Linked DNA regions of Gossypium hirsutum: region 2 is linked to region 1. Evidence: chromatin contacts called from public Hi-C data. All regions are on one chromosome and are shown on one strand. Each heading gives the region's core, a stretch centred on a gene start, on an enhancer-like site or on the middle of the called end of the contact. The rest is flanking DNA. Distances are from core to core; before and after follow the strand shown. Region 1 holds the start of LOC107943204 (40S ribosomal protein S4-like). Region 2 holds the start of LOC121228177.

Region 1 (5,855 bases), core at 882-3,381:
TCAATATTTTATTATTTCCCCTTTTTCCCCCCTTTCACCGCCTCTCAGTATAAATAACACCTATATCTGTCCCACCAAATCCCTTAATCAAAATCGTAGAAAAGATGGATGATGTTGTGCCTGAAGCTGATAGCTTGTTGCATCCCATTAATCCCAAGGGAGATGATGAAGCAGGAGCTAAACAACATGGGGAAGAGAAAGAGAGAGCTAATGGAAGTGGATTCATTAATCATCTCATCTCAAATTTGGTTACTGCAGGATCAGATGCTGATGAAGAGAACCAAGCTAAAGAAGCTGAGAAAGAGACCATGAGTGCAGGTGCAGAGGCCAAAAATGAAGAGAAGGGAGGTGGGTTTTTTGATCAAATCATTTCAAACTTGGTCAGTCCTTTAAGTCCCAAAGCTGGAAGCATCAGTGCTCAAGGAAAAGCTGAAGCTTTTGGTGAATCTGGTTTGAGACCGGAGGCAGAAAAGGGTGGTGGAGGAGGAGGAGGGGGTATGAACAAAGAGGAGCAAACAGAGGATGGAGGAGGTATCATTGATAACATTGTCTCGCAGTTGCCCACATCTCTTCCAGGTTACACTCTTTTACCATCATAAATCACTTTTAATATTTTTTCATTTCTGGGGTGTTGCTTTGGCTTCAAGTTTTTGGATATTGATTGTGAGTGTCTATAATTATGAATAAGCAGATGATGCAGCACCCACCAGTGATGAAGCTACTATTCTGATTCACATCGTTCAAGATTAAACTACTGTTGATGATTGAGGAATGATTTGTCTTCTTGTGTTAAAATACATATTTATTTAAGTATTTTGTTTATTGTTTAATGTTTAATGTCAAAATCCTTTGAGACAATTTATTACAAGTGTTGGAGATTGATTGAGCCATGTGGATTTTAAAGTTGACAAAAAATTTATAAAAATCTTAATAAATAAACCTAAATTACTAAATTTTTAAAAATAAAACTATGAAGATCAAGTTTTAAATATATAAATAATATATAAATTTTGAGCATATTATAATTTTTAATTTTTTAGTTTATAATTTAATCAGAAAATAAATAATTTACCAAATAGTAAACAATATTTAACAAAAATATTTATGTCGATAAAACATCGATGAGTGTCTAAATATGCAAGTTTTGACATTTTATTTATTTAGTTTTCTCTTGTAAAAACTCGAAACCTCGAAACCATTCAATTTCATTTCATATTCATTGAAGAATATTTCTTATTCGAATTTACTATACATTTTGGTACTTAAAGATAATAAAGTTAATTTTTTGGTGTTTAATTTAGATTTTAAAATTGATCAAATGAAAATTCATAATTAGCTAATAATATTAGCGATTAATTTTTATAACATCCATTCATAAAACTTAAATTATATCACATCCGTTCATAAAACTTAAATTATATCATATCCATTGGATTGTGTTTGACAAATTAAATGTAAATTTAAACAAATTCACAATTAACACTAAATTTATTCTGTTTACAAAATTATGAAAATTTCAAACCAAATTATATTAGAAATTAATTTTCATCAAATCAACCCTAAAATCCAAATTGAACCCTAAAAAATTAAGCGTATCAAAATATATAACTTTTATCAAATACATGTACCAAATTTAGCCAAAAATAACATAAGTACCACGTTAAACAAATGTCAAAATTGAGTACCAAATGATGAAAATACAAGTACAAAAACCATAAGTTAAACCTATATTGTATATGGTTAAAATATGCCAGTCTTTATACTTTTTATAAATTTAAAATTTAATCTTTATATTTTTATTTCTAAGAATTTAACCCCTTTACTTTTTAGATTTCAGAATTCAAGTCTAACTATTATCATAATTAAAATTATTTTATTAAATTCAGGTTCAGTGCACACCATTTTTTAGTTACATTATTAACAAGTGAATATTTTTTTATTTCAAAATATCACATCAATAAATTTAACAATATTAAAAATTAGACCCGAGCTTTAAAATCTGAAAAGTGGAGAGATTAAGTTCTAAATATTAAAAGTACAGGGACCTATAGCATATTTTAACCATTGTATATTCCCAAAAGAACTTGAGCAACTTCAATAAAAAAAGGGGGGATAATGAACCCAAAATTTTATCTTTTTGTGGGCTACTGGCCCATAAACATAGTTTCGGTCATGGCAGACGCCCAATTCATATTTGGATCGAAAACTCTATAATGCCCTCATCTATTAAAATATGCAGCTATTAGGGTTTCTTGTTTGAAGACCCTAGCAAGACACAGACTTTGAGCAAAGCAGCCTCATTTCTCCAAGATGGTTAGTTTCTTCTACTTTTCCTAACTTCGATCCTCTTACCTTTTCTTAACTATTTCATTCTTTGATAGTTATGTAAGTTTCATGGTTTGCTGCTTAGGCTATTCCATTTTAGTTTGTTTAATCACTGTTATTTAAAGTTTTGGGCTAGCTTTCTAAGCAAATGAAAATTGGCCTAATCTTAATTGATTTTGAATGTTTATTATATCTGGGTTTTCTGTGATTCGCACTGTTCATTGTAGCCGGGATCTATCTAATTCCTTGCCTATTTAGTATAAATGTTGTTTTGATTGATTGGGAATGGGGGACTTGAATGGAACCTTAGATTCTTTACCTGCTCTTCATTCATTGTTCTGTTATTTGTAATGGGTAGACAAATTGACACCTTATGTATTTCAGTTTCATTTACGATATGTTGTTCTTTGCGGTGTGTTACAGGCTAGAGGGTTGAAGAAACATTTGAAGAGGCTCAATGCCCCCAGGCATTGGATGCTTGACAAGCTTGGTGGTGCTTTTGTATGTCATCATCTTGATCCCTTCACTTCCATACTAGTTTACTTCTTTTTCTTTATTGATTCAGTTCTCTCTCTCTCTCTCTCTCTTTTTTTTGTACCCATCACCTATACCGTTTTAGATGATGTTTTCGTTTTCCATCTCTGCAGGCACCCAAGCCATCGTCTGGTCCCCACAAGTCCAGGGAATGCTTGCCATTGATCCTTATTTTGCGAAACCGATTGAAGTATGCTCTCACCTATAGAGAAGTCATTGCTATTCTCATGCAGAGGCATGTTATGGTTGATGGGAAGGTTAGGACGGATAAGACCTATCCAGCTGGTTTCATGGGTACGTGTAGTATCTCTTCACTTCCTCAGCTGATTTTGTCAGTTGATTTATTTTATTTGCAGCATACAAACTAGTTAGTTGAATGAATTGTATTTGGCATGGTTACTCGGTTTTCCACATGACTTCAGAATCCTCCCTTCTGCCTACTGTTTTAAGAGCTACTTTTTTTTTAGGATTTGAATGTTTTCTCTCTGCCTTTCTTAAATTATTCTCTTCAAATATGGTCTAACCATGCTATACTACCTTCTGGCAGATGTTGTGTCCATTCCTAAAACAAATGAGGACTTCCGTCTACTTTATGACACCAAAGGGCGATTTCGTCTCCATGCCATCAGTGGCGATGAAACCAAGGTTCGGATACTCTATCTATACTTGTTTGATCTGCTTGTTCTGATCACATTTGTATGATACTACTCGAGTATTCCAACTTTTTTCATTCTTTAGTTATAACAATATTATCCATGTGCCTTTTCGTATTTTGCAGTTCAAGCTTTGCAAGGTTCGATCTGTCCAGTTTGGCCAGAAAGGTATTCCATACTTGAATACATACGATGGTCGTACTATCCGTTACCCTGATCCTTTGATCAAGGCTAATGACACCATCAAGCTAGACCTTGAAAGCAACAAAATTGTTGATTTCATCAAGTTTGATGTTGGGAATGTTGTCATGGTCACTGGAGGGAGAAACAGAGGGCGAGTTGGAGTAATTAAGAACAGGGAGAAGCATAAGGGCAGCTTTGAGACAATCCATGTTCAAGATGCTGCTGGGCATGAGTTTGCAACTCGTCTCGGCAATGTCTTCACCATCGGAAAAGGAACAAAGCCATGGGTGTCCCTTCCTAAGGGTAAGGGTATCAAGTTATCCATCATTGAGGAAGCTAGGAAGAGGCTTGCTGCCCAAAATGCTGCCTAAACTTTAGCATAAGACATCCAGATATGTATTGCTGCAGTAGTTTATTCTAAAGATTAGCTGGAGTTGTTTATTTATGAAGTTGTGAGCAAAATTTTGAGAACTATTTACTTCTTGCAATTTATCTTTTTTTCTGTCGGGTGATGTTACCTACTTTACCACCAGGCTTTAAATTATCGAATACTCGGCTGTTTCATGAATATTAGTGCTTTTGTTGGTTAAATGAGAGTTGCCTCCTTTGGGATGAACTCCTTCCCAGCTAATGCAATATTTGTTTCCATGCTCATCATTTTCATTGTAAAGTAATGCAAATGCAACGCAGGTGAAATTTTATCAAAAGCAAGCTTGTGACATTATAGTTTATTGAGCCCCTTGCAGGTTTTTGCCAATCTGACAATAGGTCAAGTTTACGTTTTCTCATTCGGGCTTTGTTTATAAATATTTTTTTATCCAGTTCAGTAAATTAATTCCGTCTACCGATTTAGCCATTGGTCAAAATTGATTGTCCATGAGTGTAGCGCACTTGGACGGGTGAGGGTCTGATGCCATGAAACCCTAAGTAGTTCTTCTCTCATGGATTTAGTTTGTGGCAAGTGATCATTAACCCCAATTATAACATTGATAGCACTGATAACAGGTTTTCCTGTAATTTTCTCTTCTGATGAGCGTCCTAATAGCATCCTTCAAGCTAATACACTTCTCTTGAATGTCTTGTGTTGTCATGGAATTCACGAAGTTTTCTTGAGTTTCTTTGGCTTGTCTCCTTTCATTGGCGGGGTCTTTCTACCAAACCTTCATTATGGCATGCATGATAGCTGTGCAAGTGGTATTGAGTGGAACTTAGAGTAAGGAGAATTCCAGTAAGGAGAATTCCACTCCCTTTTCTTACTCTGTGGCTATTGATATCTAATGCTTTTGCTATCATTCACTAGATTTGTCTGGCCTTTTATCTGCACGATACATCTTATCCTTTTGGGTTCTCTACCTACCTAGCAACTTCTACCTCTTTAGCCTTAGTTTACAGCATTGCCTTTTAATATAGTTGATAAAGCCTGGTTAGCTGGGCATCTGCAAAAGCATAATGCATGAGTTTGTGTTGCACTCCTAATATGAATGCTTGAATAACCCGCTCGTCTTTTAGCTCCTTTACCTCTAATATAGTTGTATAGAACCTTTTGATGTATTCCTTCAACGTTTCCTCCTGATTTTGTTTGACATACCTCAAACTTGCTGATGTGCGAGAGGCTATTTAATTACAACCAGAATGAGTCATAAAGTTCCTACTCAACTGGTCAAAGTTGATAATGGGAACCTAGAGCCAATTAGTACCACCATCTCCTGACAGCCCCCTTCAATGTTGTAGGGAAAATTCAACACTAGATAGAATCTGACACATTCCTCAGGTTATGGAAGGCACAGAAATGGTTCGAGTGGTCTGCTAGGGCGGCAGAATCATCACATATCTCAGGAGATAGCTTCACCTTGATTGGGATTGTGTTTGATGAATAACTAGCAATACCAGATCATGAGTGACATCTACCCATTCAAAATCATTCCATGCAAGCTCGTCTAATTTTTGGGTAAATTACACCAACAATCACCCAACTTTGGGATAGCTGACAAAACAGTCACCTAGGTTTCATTTCAGTCACTCAACTTTTGAAAAGTTACAAACAGTCACTAACGTTATGAAAAAGTGACAAAATAGTCACTGATTAACAATTTCCGTTAGGGGGTTAACGAGAGTGCTGACGTGGCAAGTTAACTAGCTGATGTGGCCAGTTAACTTGCC
Region 2 (5,581 bases), core at 2,646-5,145, 190 kb after region 1:
ATACCCCTATCTAATCCATCTCGCATGCTTAAATGACTTAAACAGGATTCCATTCCATAAGATCTGCATAGTAGAGAAAGAAATAGCACCCATAATTACCTTTCTAAATACCTAGAGGATCCCAACAGCAACAAGGGACACCTTGATGAAATCCCAGCTGATCGTGTCATATGCTTTCTCTAGGTCTAACTTAATGGCTATCCAGTTTCTACCAACTTTCCTACTACGCATTGAATGGATGACTTCCTGCACAATAATGACATTATCTGAGATGTTCTGACTAGCAATAAACCTCGCTTGCTCAGATGAAATAAAATTCGAGAACACCACTTTAAATCTATTAGCAATCACCTTCATCACCAACTTATACACAACCGAACAAAGACTGATTGGCCGCAATTGACTGAAATCTTTCGGGCGATCCTTCTTCAGAATAAGCACAATAAGAGTGTTATTAAGATCCTCCTCAATTCTATTACCAGCAAAGATTCCCTGAACCCACTCACAAACCGTCCCTCGAACTAAGTCCCATTGACTTTGAAAGAAATGTGTATGAAAACTATCACTTCCCGGAGCTTTCAGCGGAGCCATGTCGAAAAGGGCCTTCTTGGTTTCATCATTCAACATTGGTTTTTTGAGAAAGTCAATGTCTTGCTACTTAAGGCGGCGAAAGATATTCAAGGGAATATCAGTCATGAGACTTGGAATTTCACGATATAATTTCTCAAAAAACCTGGCGGCCTCATCAATAAGAATAGACTGATCCGAACACCACTCCTCATTACTGATGTGTAAGGCCATAATGCAATTAAATTTCCTCCTTTGTGATAAACCATAATACATACATATTTTTTATCCATACTTGGCATATTTATAGATGATTTTTCCTTAGTTTTATCGAATTTGATGCTCCTAATCCTTTAAATTCATGTTTTACTCTCAGGAAAGCTTAAGATAACAAAAAGAGTGAGAAACGGGTCAAAATGGACTAATTAGGCCTAAATCAGTGTTTTACACGGCCCAAGTGTGTGACACACGGGCAGACCACACGCCCGTGTTTCATGGCCGTGTCGACTAAAACCCAACTTAGAATTACACACGGCTTGAGTACCTTCACACGGGAGTGGCACACGGTCGTGTCCCTGTTAAACCTAGGTCTAATTCTATTTGGAAAAGGTCAATTTTGGGCTATTCTGAGCATTCCAAAGTCTATATAAACACCCTAGAAGAGGATTAAGGGACACGCGGAGTAGAAGGCAGAAAATACCTAAGGAAAGCCATCGGAATCACCTCGAAGGCATGATCTACATCAAGACTGAAGACTTCCACTCAATCTCCTAGGAGCCCTTTGTGTTTCTTTATGTTTTTTTGTTCTCCAAACTTTAAGATGTTTTCCATTATTATTATGAACTAAACTCCCTAAATACCTAAGGGAGATAAAACCTAAGACGGATCTTATTATTATTTGAGTTATATGATAAATACTTGTTCTTATTCTTAATTGTGAGTTCTAAATTCTTATTTAATATTTCAGGGTATTAATTTAGGTTTTTGATGTGCTTATTCAATGAAGCAAAAGTCCCTATTTAAGAGTAGATCATTCATAATTAAGTGGAGTTGCATGCAATCCTAGAGATAGGACGACATAAATCTGCCAAATTAGAGACAAATCTAATAAGGGAATCCATAGATTGAGTTAATGCGATAATAGAGGCTTAATTAGAAAGAGGTTTCAATTAATCAACCTAGAGTCAGTTATTTTTAGTCTCGAAAGGGATATTAACATAATTCAGGGATTTCTACTGATTAAGTCAAGTGAATAAATCGTCTAGTTCAAAGGTAATAAGTAAAGTCTAGGTGGATTCTTCCTTGGGTATTGTCTTCTCCATCGGTTTTCTAAAAAGTACTTTTCAACTTTAATCTCTATCGTAATCTTAGTTAATTAGATAATTAGTTTAGATAAAATATTCTCTTAATTTTTAGGCTAGGTAATAAAAAGATAATAATTACTAATATTTTTAGTCCCTGTGGATATGATATTTTCGATCTCACCATAACTATACTACTGTTCGATAGGTGCGCTTGCCTTAGTCAAATTTTTAGTTAGTTTTACGACCATCACTTTGCATAGTGTGACTATGGAAGAACTTGGTATTACGATCCCCAAACTACAGCTAATCATATCTAGCCTTTTGCCTCCATAAAAGCTCATCATGGTTAAGCAGACTCTTCAATTCATCACGAACCTCATCTCCAAGTTAACTAACCTACTAGAGGTCGACTGATCCATGGCCTTTTGAATGCTCACAAGTGACCTCAAAAGTTGTCTTTTACACGTTCCTATAAATCCATATACGGACCTGTTCCAATCTTTAACATGTAAGGTAAATTCAGATAAAGAATCAGCCATATTACCTGAGAATCTCCATTTATTTGAGACCAATTCTTTATTTGCGTGCTTCATCCATCCTGCAAGGAATCGAAACGGTCTCCCTCTCAGAACACTGAGCTCAGGATTAGTTTTTAAAAGAATGGGTCTATGATCCAATTTAATACGTGGAAGATGGTAAACGAGAGTATGTGGAAACGTAGAAATTCAAGCATCATTAGCTAGGGCTCAATCTAATCGCTCATGCGTGTTACCTCTTTGCCAGGTAAAGGATGGTCCTATAAATCCAAGATCCTGCACATTACACAATTCCACAAAATTACCAAATAAGTTACATCTCTGACCTGGGGAGCGATCACCTTTTTTATCCTTAGAAGAGATAATGACATTAAAATCACCCAAAATCAATCATGCTAAAGGATCCTGAGGCAAAACATCCATTAAATCAGTCCAGAGAGATTTCCTCTTAGCTCTATCAGGATTACCATACACAACAAAGATAAAAAAAAAATTATAAAAATTATTGCCCTGAATACGTAGAACCATGAACTGAGGATGATTATGAATAATACTAATGGAAATATAATCCTTCCATCCAACCTATATGCCACTTGAAAAACCAACAAACTCAATGCGATGAGAAAGATCAAAACCCAATTTATCAATGATAGAATTAGTTTTTTTACCACTGACTCTCGGCTTCAAGAGACACAATATCCGTTTTATGCTCAAGATTATACACATGAAAATCTCAGAGAAATTTACTACTCGCACAGCCTTGGCAGTTCCAAGAAAAAATTGTAAGATTTAAATCCATAAAAAATAGACAAGAAAATAATAAAAATAACAAAACCTCAGTAAACCATTTAAACCAGAACAATACGAGTCATAATTAAATTCTTTTACTAGCACTTGGGTCAGATGCACCTGAGTCAGCACTTTTAAGCATGGAAACAGACTGAGCCAACCTAGACATAGAATCAATCAAAGAAAATTTAAAAGAATTTTTAATTTTAAAATTATTCCCTTTCCCATGCGTAATTTTATTTATTTTCCTAGTGGCCCAAAAACCCTCATCTTTACCCCCCATTATTTTCCCCGTAATCTGATTCTTGTTAACACCTGAATTTTGCATAGAGGTCCTTTCTAAATTAACACCACCAGCTGGTCATTTTTCTTTGAAAGAAACAGCAGTATGTTTATTGCGATTTAATCCACCAAAAGAATCAGCTACCTGAACTTCGACCAGATTCAACTTCGAAGAAGCAGGCTTGGATGTCATAGCAGAACCATCATCAACGTTCGCCCCCTGATCAACAAAAATTAGGTTAAAACAAGAAATATTTACTGGCGTTGAATTGGAATTATTGACATGCATTTTAAGAAGCTTATCGCCAGTCAAAAAATTAAAATCAGAATCAATCAAACGCATCAGGGAATTCCTTGCTTTATTAGAAAGAGAGGCTGGTTCTGTGCGGCTTGGGGCCACCACGTTATTGGCCTAAAGCACTTCACTACTTGAAAGGTCCACTATAGACTTGTTTAAAGTTGGGCCGACTACTGAAAAAACATAATCTTCCACATGGTTTGACTGACTTATTGGACCATTAGATTCTAAATCTGCCTTTTGTAAATTCAATGTCCCAAAGCCCATTTTGTCTCCCCCCAGCTGCATGTTCCTATTAGAATTAAGGCTACCCCGAGATTTAAGTCTCTGTTTCTCCACAATAGCTCCAGCCTTCAAGTTAACCTAAAATTTGGCCAGCTTTTTATCTTCTCCCTTATTTCTCATTTTCCAAATCCACCAAACCTTCCAAATTAGTCAACAGATCAAATCTGGAACCCAATTTGCCTTTCTCCCTTATATTCATTTTAATCAGATTATTATTCCGAGAATTGCTCTATGCTTTCCTTTTGACCACCATCCATGGCCCGTAAACAACGCCTTCTCCTCCTTTCCCCACCTCCGTCGGAGTAACATTCATTTGGTCCTTCTCCGGTGCGAGCTCCGATTGCAGCGAAGCACATAACTCCTTAGTATGACCGTGCTTCCAGCATGTGAAGCAAATAGTCGGCAACGCTTCATATTCAACTCTCTGGTTCATGCCATTCACAAGGACTTGAGCAATCAAAGGCTTGTCGAAGTTGATGTAAACAACCATCCTAGCAAAGCGGCCTCTAATCTTACTATCGGTATTGAAATCTAACCGAACAACTTTTCCAATAATCCCTCCTATTTCTTCAAGAATTTTCTTTTTGTATAAAAATCCTAGAAGACCTGGTAACCATATCCAAGCCAAAACCATGCTTGGATAAGGTTGTAAGGGACTAAATTCTTTTGTGCAAGTTTGAACTGTAAGATATTGACCATAAATCAAAGAAGGACCCTGGGACAAAACTTTAGTATAATCATCAATGGATTGAAATTTAGCCATATAATATTCATTCTCTATGTCCATAAAATGAAAAGGCTTGGAAGGATTCCAAAGGCTACTGATTCGATTGTTTAGAGCTCTATACCCAATGTTTCTTCCGAGTAATTTTAAAACTACCATGAGTTCCATTTCTTTGAACAGGATTTGTTAAATCCTGATAAACCATAATATATACATTAGAGAATCAAGCATGATAAGTTGACTTTTGAGAATTAAAATTGCTAGGTTGTTTCCTGAATTGAGATATTTGAATTTACAGGATTGACATCAAATACCCATAATTTTCGTGAGATTTTGAGTCTTTTAGAGCATATATCTTTCTTGCTCACTTATTTTATTGGTTATGAGTGTGTCAACATTGATTTTTTATTCTAGAACTTGCTTCGATTATGCATGTCAAGACCACATCTTTGATTTGATATACTGAGATGATAAAGGCACTTAGGTTTTAACCTACTTACCCCATAAAAAGTCTACCCACATAATTGACCCTTAGTGAACCCCTTTTAGCCTTAACCATTGTTTCTTGATTTTCCCCTTAATGTTAACCCACAACTTAACCTTTTTTTTTATTCATTAAGAATTTCTCTCTTTTTATTGACTTCCTTTTTTATCGAGATTTGATTTGATTAGTTACCTAACTATGTTCGTTTATTTCAGCTGCTGAATTATTTCTTATTATGTACTTTCCATTATTGTACTTGTTCTTATTTTTAAAAAAAATAATTAAAAAAACCTTATATTTATATTCATATAA

The links. A called contact is a pair of places that touch in the nucleus more often than the background predicts.
Region 2: a contact with region 1 is called in a Hi-C map of leaf, with 3 times the contacts expected there. The contact joins the promoter of LOC121228177 here to the promoter of LOC107943204 in region 1. A contact is called at or near these places in 18 of 34 Hi-C or Micro-C datasets (anther, callus, fibers and 4 more).

The regions. Positions count from the first base shown.
Region 1 is chrA04:78,510,999-78,516,853 of Gossypium_hirsutum_v2.1, forward strand. It overlaps LOC107943204 (40S ribosomal protein S4-like), which reads left to right and starts at 2,132. Exons shown (of 5, transcript XM_016876948.2): 1 at 2,132-2,313; 2 at 2,749-2,826; 3 at 2,973-3,153; 4 at 3,407-3,504; 5 at 3,638-4,286. The coding sequence starts at 2,311. The coding sequence ends at 4,066. LOC107943202 reads left to right here and starts at 105. Exons shown (of 2, transcript XM_016876946.2): 1 at 105-576; 2 at 692-868. The coding sequence starts at 105. The coding sequence ends at 750.
Region 2 is chrA04:78,699,726-78,705,306 of Gossypium_hirsutum_v2.1, forward strand. It overlaps LOC121228177, which reads right to left and starts at 3,896. Exons shown (of 5, transcript XM_041111430.1): 1 at 3,624-3,896; 2 at 2,644-2,683; 3 at 2,416-2,469. The coding sequence starts at 3,821.